Regions from separate parts of the Mus musculus genome. Here all the other regions are linked to region 3. The links are chromatin contacts, called in public HiChIP or PLAC-seq maps. All regions are on one chromosome and are shown on one strand. The core of a region is the stretch at or near the end of the contact, and the rest is flanking DNA. Distances in the headings are between cores, read along the strand shown.

Region 1 (3,640 bases), core at 846-3,345, 87 kb after region 3:
TCTTTCCTGACATCTGTCCCTGGAGGTTTGGTTTCTACTGAGGCCCCTTGACCTGCACTCTCTGCCCTGCAGCTCTTGGGATGGTCTGTTGGGAAACAAGGGCGGGGCCTCTTGAAGTGAGAAGCATGCGCAGAACCAGCCGGGCTTTCAGGCTGGTTCAGAGGTCAGAGGTGAAAAGGAAAGATCCCAGATAAAATGCTTTTCTCTGCAGCCTGGGAGGTTTCTAAAACAAAGCCTTTTGTCAGGCTGGGAGCATCACGCTAGCCCTGCATCTCGAATCTTCTTCACAGCATTGATTCGGGGCTGCTGCCGCTGCTGCTGCTGGTGTGTGGGGAGGTGGGGGTGAGAGGGACGGGAGGGGAGGCTTCTGTCTGCAGGGTGCCAGTGACTTGGTGTTACCTTTTCTGAGTGTTCTTGAGTGTTTTTGGTTGTTCCCATGTGTGTCGTGCGCACCCCCTCCCCCTTTTTTTAAAATTGGTATGGCAGGCAGCCTGGTGAGATGTCTTTTCAAGGAAAGTTTGAGAGTGCAAGTTTAGTATAGCTTTGACTGGGAATTGCACAACTCTGGAGGTAGCTCAAATGTTCACCTGCGTGAATCACTTAGAAAAAGTAAAATAGCGATAGAGAGATGGCTTAGTGGTTAAGAGCACTGACTGCTCTTCCATAGGTCCTGAGTTCAATTCCCAGCAACCACATGGTGGCTTACAACCATCTGCAGTGTGATCTGACACTCTCTTCTGGTGTATCTGAAGACAGCTACAGTGTACTCACATACAGGAAATAAACAAATCTTTAAAAACAAGTAGTTTATATCTGTATTGGGAAATACATAGACTTAACACTTGAATAAACACAAAGAGGTGCTCTCTTCCTGCTGCCTGTGGATCCAGATGTAGAACTCTCAGCTGGCTCCTCAGCACCACGACTGTCGGAGTCCTGCCATGCTTTCCGCCATGCCCACAGCGGACTTTATAAACCTCTGAACTGCATTTCCCACCTGGTGGTTTCAGAACGCTGAGGAACTTTGAGGAGGCACCACCTCGGAGGAGAAAGTGGGTCACTAGAGATTGACCCTGAAAGCCACGAAGAAAGTTGTGTGGCCCAGAAAAGGTAGCACTGAAGAAGCTTAGGCTAATTTGAGAAAGCTACACTGACAGCCAGCCGGCCCCCCCCCCCTCCCCCAGCTCCACTTTTGCAGCTTCCGCGTTCCTAATGGTGATGACTGACAGGTCTTCAATGCCAATTTGATTGAATTCTTCAGAGCAGTACCCGGCCGCTGATTGCCAAGCCACTGAAGAAGGGACGCAGCATCTGCAATGCAAGCAAAGCTATTCGATTTAAGTCTGGATTGTTGATCTTCTCTAATGTTCACAATGTGGAGCTAAGACACTTACAGGAAAAAAAAAAAAAAAAAAAAAAAAGGCTAGTCTCTGGAATGTATTGCATTGGTATCCTAAAGGCCAGTGGTGATGCCAGGAGTCTTTCTACAAGCGGGCGAATTTTTTTTTGTTTGTTTGTTTCTTTTTAAGTGGGTTGAATCTTGAATTTTCTCTTAAATAAAATGATAATCTATAACATAAGAAAAAAAAGAAGACAAGATAACTATAGTGATACTCAAAGTCAACTAATAGCTGGAAGGTGTGCTCTGACCTCCACATGAGCACCAGGGGACTTGACATGTCCACACTCACACGCATACACAATTAAAAAAAAAATGAAACCAAACGAACCAAAACTACCAAAAGATATAAAAAGAAAGCGCCACGGGCGTCTGTTTCTGTGTGGGGGAGCACTAGGTTTGAGACTCAGAAAGCCTTGTTTCGTAGACACCTCCCCGGGCTCTTTGAAAATGTGTACATTTACAAGTCTTTACAACCTCAATAGATAACAAAAGAGTCAGACCAAATTCAAAATAAGCAACTCTTCCACTTGTGGGGTAGGTCTGGGGATTTGGAAGGACGTTGTGAATCCTTGGCTGCGAAAGAGCTGCACACCCCAGCCCGCGAACCTTCTTCGGGTTCAGACAACTCCTCTTCAGGCGCTCACAGCCAAGTTCTTGCCTGACCGCAGCCATAGATGCTAACCGCCGGTGTCTGCTCCGCCAAAGGTCCCCTTCCGCCCTGCCCTGTTCTGTGGCTGCCCTCAAGCCTTTTATTTTCCGTTTAGAGGAAGACTGCGGTAGATTTGACTTTTTCTTTTGGAAACAAAAGCGATACAAAGGGCAAGTGTGCGGGGCTTCTTCCTAAACAGTGGGGCACTTGAAGCCGGGGCTGCAGGTGCAGCGGCTGATTCAATCTCAAGATTGCGCTTTCTAAAAGCGCTTTAAAAAATGCTGAAGAGAGAGCGAGAGCCCGGAGTACTTTTGGAAATGAGACATTTGAAAGCCCTTATTTATCTACTCTTTGGGGGGAAAAATCAATTTCTTTAGGGAAAAGCCTCACCACCCCGCTATGTCATGCATACAGAAAATGGCGTTAATTGAAGAGATTTGGGGTAAGACCAGAGGGAAACTGAGTGCATTTCTAAAAGTCCTTTAAAAAAAACTTTTTAAATGTTAGAATTGTGTTATGAAAATATCAGGGAAGATCTTGTATTTTCTTAAAGCTAACATATAAATGTTTTTCAGAATTCAGAAAATTAAACTTGTTTCCATAAATGTAATGTATTTGCTCATATGCACGCGCGCGCGCGCGCGCGCGCACACACACACACACACACACACACACAAAGTTCAAATCTATAAGAATGAAGAGATGAACCTTCTCCAGCCTGGCCAGTCCTGCCTGTGCCCGCTGGCTCACCACTGGCTCACCGCTGGCACACCGCTGGCTCACTTCCAGACCCTATTCAGCATGATCTCCCTCCTTTGCCAGAATCTGAAGGCTACCACAGACAGCAGGTCCTGCAGACATTCTAGCCAAGAGGATCTAAACACCCTACCCTCTGTACTCCTACCTCAAAAATAAGTTCTCAGGGTTATTTACAAACCCAGCCCATGTCGGCTTTCTTTGTCTCCAAAATGTCCTTTTGTTGTTGGTTTATTCAAATCAAGATAGCAAAATTTATAGGCAAATCATTTGCCATCTTTCACTGTCTCTTGAAAGTTTATAACACAAATATGTTTTGTGTATATTTTTATTTATTTACATTTTTTTTCCAATTGGGAAAGAGGCTTTGTTGAGATTTAATTCACACGTAGTACAGAAGGCTAAGAAAGGACCCTTCTCCCGTCCACATTGGTTGGTCTAATGCCTGAACCGTAGGTTGTCCTCTAAGAAGTAAGGGACTTACAGGTGTGACAAGTTAGGATTTTGATGGGGGAGATGATCTGAGTGGGCCTTGAGGCCATCCACACCCTTACAGAGCAGCAGAGGGAGAGGTCCCAGCTCCCAGGTGTGAGGCAGCCATGGATGGACTACCTGGATCATATCATATAGGTCCATTTAATAAATCCCCTTTGACTGTGTATATATTCATCCCATTGCTTCTATTTCTCTAGAGAACCCGAGACATTGATATATTGGATGCCATCAAGAATTTAAAAGCCCACTAAGTGAAAAGAATCATTAATAAAGGAAAGGCAGGTCACGAGTTGTGAGCACAGGATTGGAAGTGTGGCTAAGCAAGGAATGTTAATGTG
Region 2 (3,595 bases), core at 1,016-3,515, 110 kb after region 3:
CTTATACATTATTAAGCCTCAGGCACTGTGTTGCGGATACAAACACTTGGTTTTTTAAAGGCAAGAATCTCAATAGTTCCTCAAAAATCGGGCCATGTGGTGGTAGAGACGCTCTGCTCACCCCCTAGAAAGCGTGCGTCAGAGGCCTGAACCAGGTGAGCGCCACAAAGCACATGCTTTAAGGTACCCTGGGCCCCAGCCCCTGCTTGGGACGCACGCCTCCATCAGAAGGAAAGGATTCTTAGGATAGACCAGCAGACCGTCAGAACAGCTGCGAGGCTTGGGATATCAGTGAAGGCGAAACAGGAGTCTGGCAAGAGGATGGTCTGACAGTTCAGGGATGCCTTTGAAATACCACTGGGGCACATTAATGGTCCCAAGAATAAAGTACTTTAGAGCGAGTCTCACTGGGAGGAAGACCTCCCAGCCAGCCACCTGTCTCCCTAGTCTCCAGGGGCGTTCTCAGCGGTGCCCAGAACCTGGAGGACACAGCTCCTCGGGCTGTCACTACGAAGGATTTGGCTTTTTTAAAAAAAGATTTGTGAAGCCAAGGATACTTCTAATATTTTGAGACATTTTTTTTTGTTTTGGTTTGGTTTTAAATTTTGGAGACACAAATGTGGGCATGTCTGGCTTCTTACCTGCGTCCTGCGGATTTGGGATTTGAACTTCGGTTCTTATGCTTGCATAACAACTGCTCATTTACTGAGGCTTCTCCCCAGCGCCCAAATTTTTCAGACACAGGTATATTAAAAAATAGAGAGCCGGGCGTGGTGGCGCACGCCTTTAATCCCAGCACTCGGGAGGCAGAGGCTGGCAGATTTCTGAGTTCGAGACCAGCCTGGTCTACAGAGTGAGTTCCAGGACAGCCAGGGCTACACAGAGAAACCCTGTCTCGAAAAACCAAAAAAAAAAAAAAAAGAAGAGAGAGAAAGACAGCAAAGGGCTGATGACTTAAAAGCATATATCATAAGTGTACGTGTAGAGCTGTGTAGCTTGTACTTAACTGTGTAATGATTTCACGCAAACATATTATGAGGTCATTTAGTTTTTAATTCATGAGAAGTCTTTATAATATTAATCCACGATAGGTGACACAGCCCAGAAATGGAACAGCTTTAAAATTGTACGATGGCCTCCCTCCCCCACCCCCACCCCCGGCCCTGTCAGCCTGCCTTTGTCTAAATGTCCATCAGCCTCGCTGGGAGATGATGTCAGAGTGCTAAATTTGAGGCTATTTTTAGCAAGTGACCTCTGAGCTGAAAAGCTGCTCCCACTTGGCCCTAGAATAAGTTCTGCTATTAAGTATGTTTTCTGGGCTCTTGTTTCTATAATTTGCAAAGAATTTTCCAGAAATTTCTTTCCTAGTTATTTGAATGCCTTGAATGTTGAAAGAGGGAAGGAGGAAGGTTGGTCACATCTCTCTCTCTCTCTCTCTTTCTCTTTTAGGTGATTAATTTGCCAAACAGGGTGAACAGTGCTTGAAGAAAGGCTAGTTGGCTATGGCCACCCTATGATGCTGGCTATATGGTATTTATAGTGTGTAGGTTTTGTTTGCCCTGTCTTCCTCCCTTTCCTCCTTCCCCTCCTCCTCCTTCTTCTCCATTATTACCTTCTCCCTCTCCTCTTCCTCCCTTTCCTCTCACCTCCTTCCCTCCCCCCACCCCCTCTTCTTCTTTTGCCAAGACAGGGTCCCCTGTGAATCCCAGGCAAACCCTGAACTCACAGTCCTCCTACCCCAGCCCCCAGAGTGTTGATATTCTAGGCATATGCCACCGCCTCTGGCTGGAAAGTCTGTTGTTTCTGTATAAATTCGACTTTACGGATTTCTCTGAGCTTTTGTAACCCACAGAGGTGCAGCTGCCTGGGCTGAGCAATGTTGAAATTAGCATCAGATTGCATCAGGGTGCTCAGCTCCAGTAATAGCCATTGTCCAGGACAAGTTTGTTACTGGTGGGTCTGAGGAGGTGGCCCGTTAGGTTCTCGCTGGTGAACGGGAGCCATCGTGTGTAGTCTGTCCCATAGCCCAGGAACGTGAAGAATCTGGCTACACTATCTCCACTACACTATCTCCACTACACTATCTCCACTACACTATCTCAAGCACTTGGGGCGCTGAAGTGTCTGTGAAATTACCCATTCATTGTGTGTGTGTGTGTGTGTGTGTTTTCATCTTAACTGTGTTGTATCTGTAGATTCAGTGAGTGACAGACTAGAGTACAACAGGGCCTTGTTGAGAGCTGGCACGCCTGCCAGCCGGCCCTGTGGCCTGCATGGCTCCGAGGAGGCTGCTCCTAACACCTGGCCCCCATCAGCAGTGTATTCTTGAGGGTAAGCCAAGCAGGTTCTTGGAGGGAAACATATTCTCCACTCTGGATCCAGGCAGACGGGGAGGGAAGGCAGTGGACAGTGGGGGGCCTTGCGAGGGGGAGCTTAGGGATGTGTGTCTTCACGTATGTATTCGTGGAAACGCAACCATGGCAGTCCTGGTCTCTCACCCCCGAGCCACTGAGGGATGAAGGAGGAGTCTCAGAGCTTTTCTGGGACTTTCACAATCAAAACCAACAGAGTCTTCTTTACTTTTTCTTTTTCTTTTTTCTTCTGTTCACTTTGTTTGAAACAGGTCCTCACTATGTCTTGGCTGGCCTAGAATTTATGGTGCAGACCAGGCTAGTCTGGAACTCACAGAGCTCTGCCTCCCAGGGCTGGGTTCGAAGGTGTCCACCAGTGTGCCTAGTAGAAGCAAGCTTCTTGCATAGTTTTTACACGCTCACTGAATTCCACTCACAAATCCACCCACTCAGGCCTCGTTCTCTCTCATAGATCTGCATGCCTGACATTGTCTAGCGATGAATTCCCCCCTCCCACATGGAGTCTTCCCAGGACAGCAGCACCGGAACGCAGTGTCTTTCTCTGAATTTATATCCTATGGTGTGTACGGTGTCCATGCCTTGCTGTGACAATAAGATGACAAAGTTCTTGTGAACCTGTCATTGTCATCTCTGCCCCCTCAGTATGGAGGATCCACTGATGGGGATTAACTGACTGTGGCCGCGTCTCACGGGGATCTCACTGTTACATCTGAGGCCCCCAAGAGTGGATTCTGGTTCGGAGTCTGTTTAGACTGCTCCTGCACGGCACAGCCCTCCCTGTTCTGTTCTGCACTAAGTGCTCAGCGTTCATAGAGCACGGTTAGCATCTGAGTGGAGTCTGCCACAGTCTCCACCACCTAGAGCACTCTCTGAGTTCATAAAGATGTAGTGCTTTGTAAGTCAAGACCCCGATACAGAAGTCACAGTCAGGGCACTCCATACACCACATATTCTGCTGCTTACAAAGCTCTGTGCGTCTTATCCCCCAAATAACTTATTCCTGTTCTTTTTCTTCAAAGAGCTTTTTGTTGCTGTTGGCTTTTTTGTTTGTTTGTTTTTGTTTTTGAGGCAGGGTTTCTCTTTGTAGCCCTGGTTGTCCTGAACTCACTCTGTAGACCAGGCTGGCCTCAAACTCAGAAATCCGCCTGCCTCTGCCTCTCAAGCCAAAGAGCTTTGGAAAGATAATTATCTTTTCTGTATAGTGTTTGTGTGCGAGTGTGTGT
Region 3 (3,594 bases), core at 1,028-3,527:
ACTGGCTGCTCTTTCAGGGGACCCAAGTTCAATTCCCAGCCCCCACATGGCACCTCACAAGTATCTGGCACTCAGTCCCAGGTGATGTGATACCCTCACACTCACACATGCAAGTTAAACCTCAGTGCACATAACATAAACCCACTACTAAGGAATTTGGGGAAATCATTCCTACCTCCTGTTCCTGGGTATCCAATACCCTCTTCTGAACTCCTTGGGTTCTAGGCATGCACATAGCACACATATACACAGACAATCAAACATTCATACAAAAAATAAACATATCTGAAAAAGAAATGAACCTGGGTGGGGGAGTGTTGCTCTGTTTTTGTGTGTGCTGTGATAAAACATCATGAACAGGAGCAACTTAGAAAAGGAAGAGTTTACCTGGGTTTACAGTTCCAGGGGAAGGGAGTGGCAACACACAGCAAGCACGGCCAAAGGTACAGTACAGGAAGATGAGAGCTCACAGCTCACACACATAAAATAAATAAATCAAAACCAAGCTCACTGTTTAAAAAGTACATACATTAAAATTTTTTGTACCATAAAACAAATCATTATAAAAAAACAGTATATAAGAAAGAAAACACATACCAAGCTTTTCTTCTTTTTTTGTTTGTTTGTTTTTTTTTTTGAGACAGGGTTTCTCTGTATAGCTCTGGCTGTCCTGGAACTCACTTTGCAGACCAGGCTGCCCTTGAACTCAGAAATCTGCCTGCTTCTGCCTCGAGAGTGCTGGGATTAAAGGCATCTGCCACCACGCCCGGCTAAAGATGTGTGTCCTAGGCTAGCCTCGAACTCCAGATCCTCCTGCCTCTTTCAGCAAATCCTACTGGCCTGCGCCACCAGAACCAGCCCAAGCTTTTCAAGAAATACTTTTTTCCTAGAGAAAACTAGTATACATTTTACATTCTGATTTTCATCCAACTTTATCAACTTTTTGTGCTTCCCCATCTTTGAGTGACAAGCCTTATATGGATGGCTGAAACATTTAACAGAATAAAAGGCAAAAATAAAGGAAATCTCCGATTAGAAAAAATAAAAAGGGATAGATTTTAAGCACATTTTGTTATTGCTTCTTGTCCACAGTGAACAAACTTCAAATTTTAAGTTGCTGGCCTTAAACCTGGCTTTGGAAGGAAAAGCATTAACTCAGAATGATCATACCTGCTAAACCCCTCCCTCAGCAACAAACTCACCTCAAACTCTGCCTCGTCCCTGTAAGAAGGGAAGTTCTCAACAATCAGCTGCATTAACTTCTGCGCACTTCTGCCACTTTTTTGGACACAGTTAAGAAAAGAGCCTCCAAACTTCTCCAGTAGGATTTTCCCAGTTTCATTGAGAATCCGATGTCTCTCTTCCATTAAAGGCATGGGCACAGCTGTGTCTGAACGAAATATATCCCGCACCTGCTCGAGGCTCACTGTGGCGTAGTAGGAGGCGCTGGTTATCGGTATCCCTTTAAAGAGAACAATCCACAGATTTTTTATTTAATTTTTTGCAATTAGCAAAAAATATGAAATCAAATTCATGTTAAAGAAGGCAGAGTGTTGTGGCGCTGGCCTAATCAGCTGGATGGGATCCCTGTGGGTTCGAGGCTAGTGTAGTCTGAATTCTACACTGAACAGGACTACTCTGCCTGCCTCTGCTTCCAGAGTGCTGGGATTAAAGGCGTGCGCCACCACCGCCCGGCAAATAAATCTTTTTTTTTTTTTTAATGATTTTTTTTTTTTTTTTTTTTTTTTTAAGAAAACCGGCTTTGCCTCCTGTGCTGATTGGCATACATTGCTTCTGTATGTCCGGACTTCTGCTTTGGGCAGAGGTCACCTCCCGCGCCTCGCAGCACCCACCCAGGTTTAAGGCTGGCACCCACCTTGGTCGAGCGCGCGGTTGACGGCGGCGCACAGGGCCCAGTAGCCAGTGTAGGGCGTCCCGCCGTAGCGCACCGCACACTTGCTGTCCTCCCGCTCGGCCCAGAAGGAGAAGTTGAGCGAGTCCACCAGGAACACCCAGCCGAGCGCAGCCTCGTCCGCCCCGCGCGGGTTGAGCTCGTGCAGGGACTTCCACTGCTCCACGCGCCACGCCGCGGCCGCGGGCAGCAGCAGCTCGGCCGCCCTGCGCACGCCCTCGTGGTCCACGAGCACGTCGCGACTGTTCTCGGCCACGAACCTCGCCGACTCGCGCGGCGAAAGCGGTGGCCCCATGCTGTTTCGAACCCGGAGCCTCGGCCTCCGCCAGGGCCAAGCACTTGCGCCCACTTCCGGGTCTGAGGTCCGGAAGTTGCCCTGCGGGAAGCTTCCGGCCGGCCTCTGGGACTCCTTGTGTTCGGCCGTCGTGTTTCTTGTCGCGTCCCCGTCGCACTCCCGTCTTTGAGGAAGGCTTGGGATCGCGCGGGGCGTGGGGACTCTGGTTGCTGCCCGGCGCCACCCCGAGGCTAGGTGCCTCGGAGGGCCGCTCAGCACACCCCACACTTCAGAGGCCGAATGAAGGTTTAGGAGTCACTGGAACATTGACTGCATGAGGGAACAGTACAGTTAAACCTTGCATCTGACGCCCTTGCATCCAACAGGAGTGATGGTGATCCCAGGTTTGCAAGGAAAGGGAAATGATTCCAGGAGGAGGTTCCCCACCACCAAGCAATGGCCTAGATTGAAATGTATGCCTGTGTTTGTCTGTCAGACTAAATCAAGGGAACTGTCTGAACCAGACACAAACGCCAGTCGTTCTGACGGTCAAGGTGTGTCACAGCAAGACAGTGCAAAAGTCCCTCCATCTTGTACTCTTGCTGAGGCGGTTCCAGGTTTAACTAGAATCTGATCTTGATGAAGAGTCCCGTGGGTAATTACCCAACTGTATTCAAGGAGCCCAAAGGTCAGCTAACTTATCTTAGCTAAAAGATCTTGCTTTCTGGGAAGCCCTCGTACAGCTGCAAAGCAAAGTACCCGGGTGTGATTTCTTGCCTTTAAAAAACTGTTGATCTGGACAGTTGGAACCACACCTCCTAGGTCTCTGAATACCTACCTGGGTGTGGTCCCAGCCAGCTGGAATAGACTTTCAATTGATTATAAACTGTGTGACTAGTCATCTCTATAGGGTTACCTGGAACAAAGTAGGAATTATAAAGTATCAACCCAACCCCTAAAACTTAACATACTTAAGATACATTGGTCAATGTTGAAAAGATGCCTGGAGATGCAGAATCAGTATGAAAGTATGTTTTTATTATCTGGGCGTTTCTCATTGTTGTTCTGAGGCAAGGCCTCTGTGGCCTTGGATCACCTGGAATTTACTATGTGGACCAGCTAGACTCAAACTCATATAGATCTACCTGCCTCTATCTTCTCAGTGCTAGGATTGAAGGCATAGGCCACCATACGCGGCTTTGTTTTTTCTTTTAAATACTGATTTTTCTATCCTGCAATTTTGCTTTAATTAAAGAGTTTCCTAGTAGATTCCATAAAGGTCTTTTTAGAAAAAAGTATTTTTATTTTGTGTATGAATGTTTTGCCTGCATGCATGTATGTGTTCCATGTGTGTGCCTGCTGCCTGCAGAGGCTAGAAGAGGGTGTTGGAGCCCCTGGAACTGGAGTT

Evidence for each region. HiChIP or PLAC-seq counts read pairs in DNA pulled down with a chosen protein or histone mark.
Region 1: a contact with region 3 is called in an H3K27ac HiChIP or PLAC-seq map of embryonic stem cells, with 7 read pairs. The contact joins the enhancer-like site here to the promoter of 2210016F16Rik in region 3. A contact is called at or near these places in 2 of 39 promoter capture datasets (the 3T3-L1 cell line and the C10 cell line), 5 of 484 Hi-C or Micro-C datasets (the G1E-ER4 cell line, LSK cells, female germline stem cells and 1 more), 8 of 115 datasets of contacts at active chromatin or transcription factors (bone marrow-derived macrophages, embryonic stem cells, memory CD8 T cells and 1 more) and 3 of 9 other capture datasets (adipose tissue, liver and pancreatic islet).
Region 2: an H3K4me3 HiChIP or PLAC-seq map of bone marrow-derived macrophages shows a contact between it and region 3, with 3 times the contacts expected there. The contact joins the enhancer-like site here to the promoter of 2210016F16Rik in region 3. A contact is called at or near these places in 3 of 39 promoter capture datasets (the C10 cell line, HPC-7-derived erythroid cells and pre-B cells), 2 of 115 datasets of contacts at active chromatin or transcription factors (bone marrow-derived macrophages and embryonic stem cells) and 3 of 9 other capture datasets (adipose tissue, liver and pancreatic islet).

What each region holds. Positions count from the first base shown.
Region 1 is chr13:58,469,831-58,473,470 of GRCm38.p6, forward strand. It overlaps Gm40966 (a long non-coding RNA gene), which reads right to left. Exons shown (of 3, transcript XR_873533.2): 3 at 798-1,311. Among named protein-coding and RNA genes, the nearest start is that of Gm40966, 5.8 kb to the right of the region's middle. Within about 2 kb of position 2,096, at least 66 of the 459 cell types and tissues checked have an H3K27ac peak or open chromatin away from gene starts, as enhancers often do. A contact at or near this core is called in bone marrow-derived macrophages, embryonic stem cells and group 2 innate lymphoid cells, where this site is marked.
Region 2 is chr13:58,493,731-58,497,325 of GRCm38.p6, forward strand. No RefSeq gene overlaps it. Among named protein-coding and RNA genes, the nearest start is that of Gm40966, 18 kb to the left of the region's middle. Within about 2 kb of position 2,266, at least 34 of the 459 cell types and tissues checked have an H3K27ac peak or open chromatin away from gene starts, as enhancers often do. A contact at or near this core is called in adipose tissue and bone marrow-derived macrophages, where this site is marked.
Region 3 is chr13:58,382,948-58,386,541 of GRCm38.p6, forward strand. It overlaps 2210016F16Rik (RIKEN cDNA 2210016F16 gene), which reads right to left and starts at 2,278. Exons shown (of 4, transcript NM_027335.1): 1 at 1,877-2,278; 2 at 1,203-1,462. The coding sequence starts at 2,207.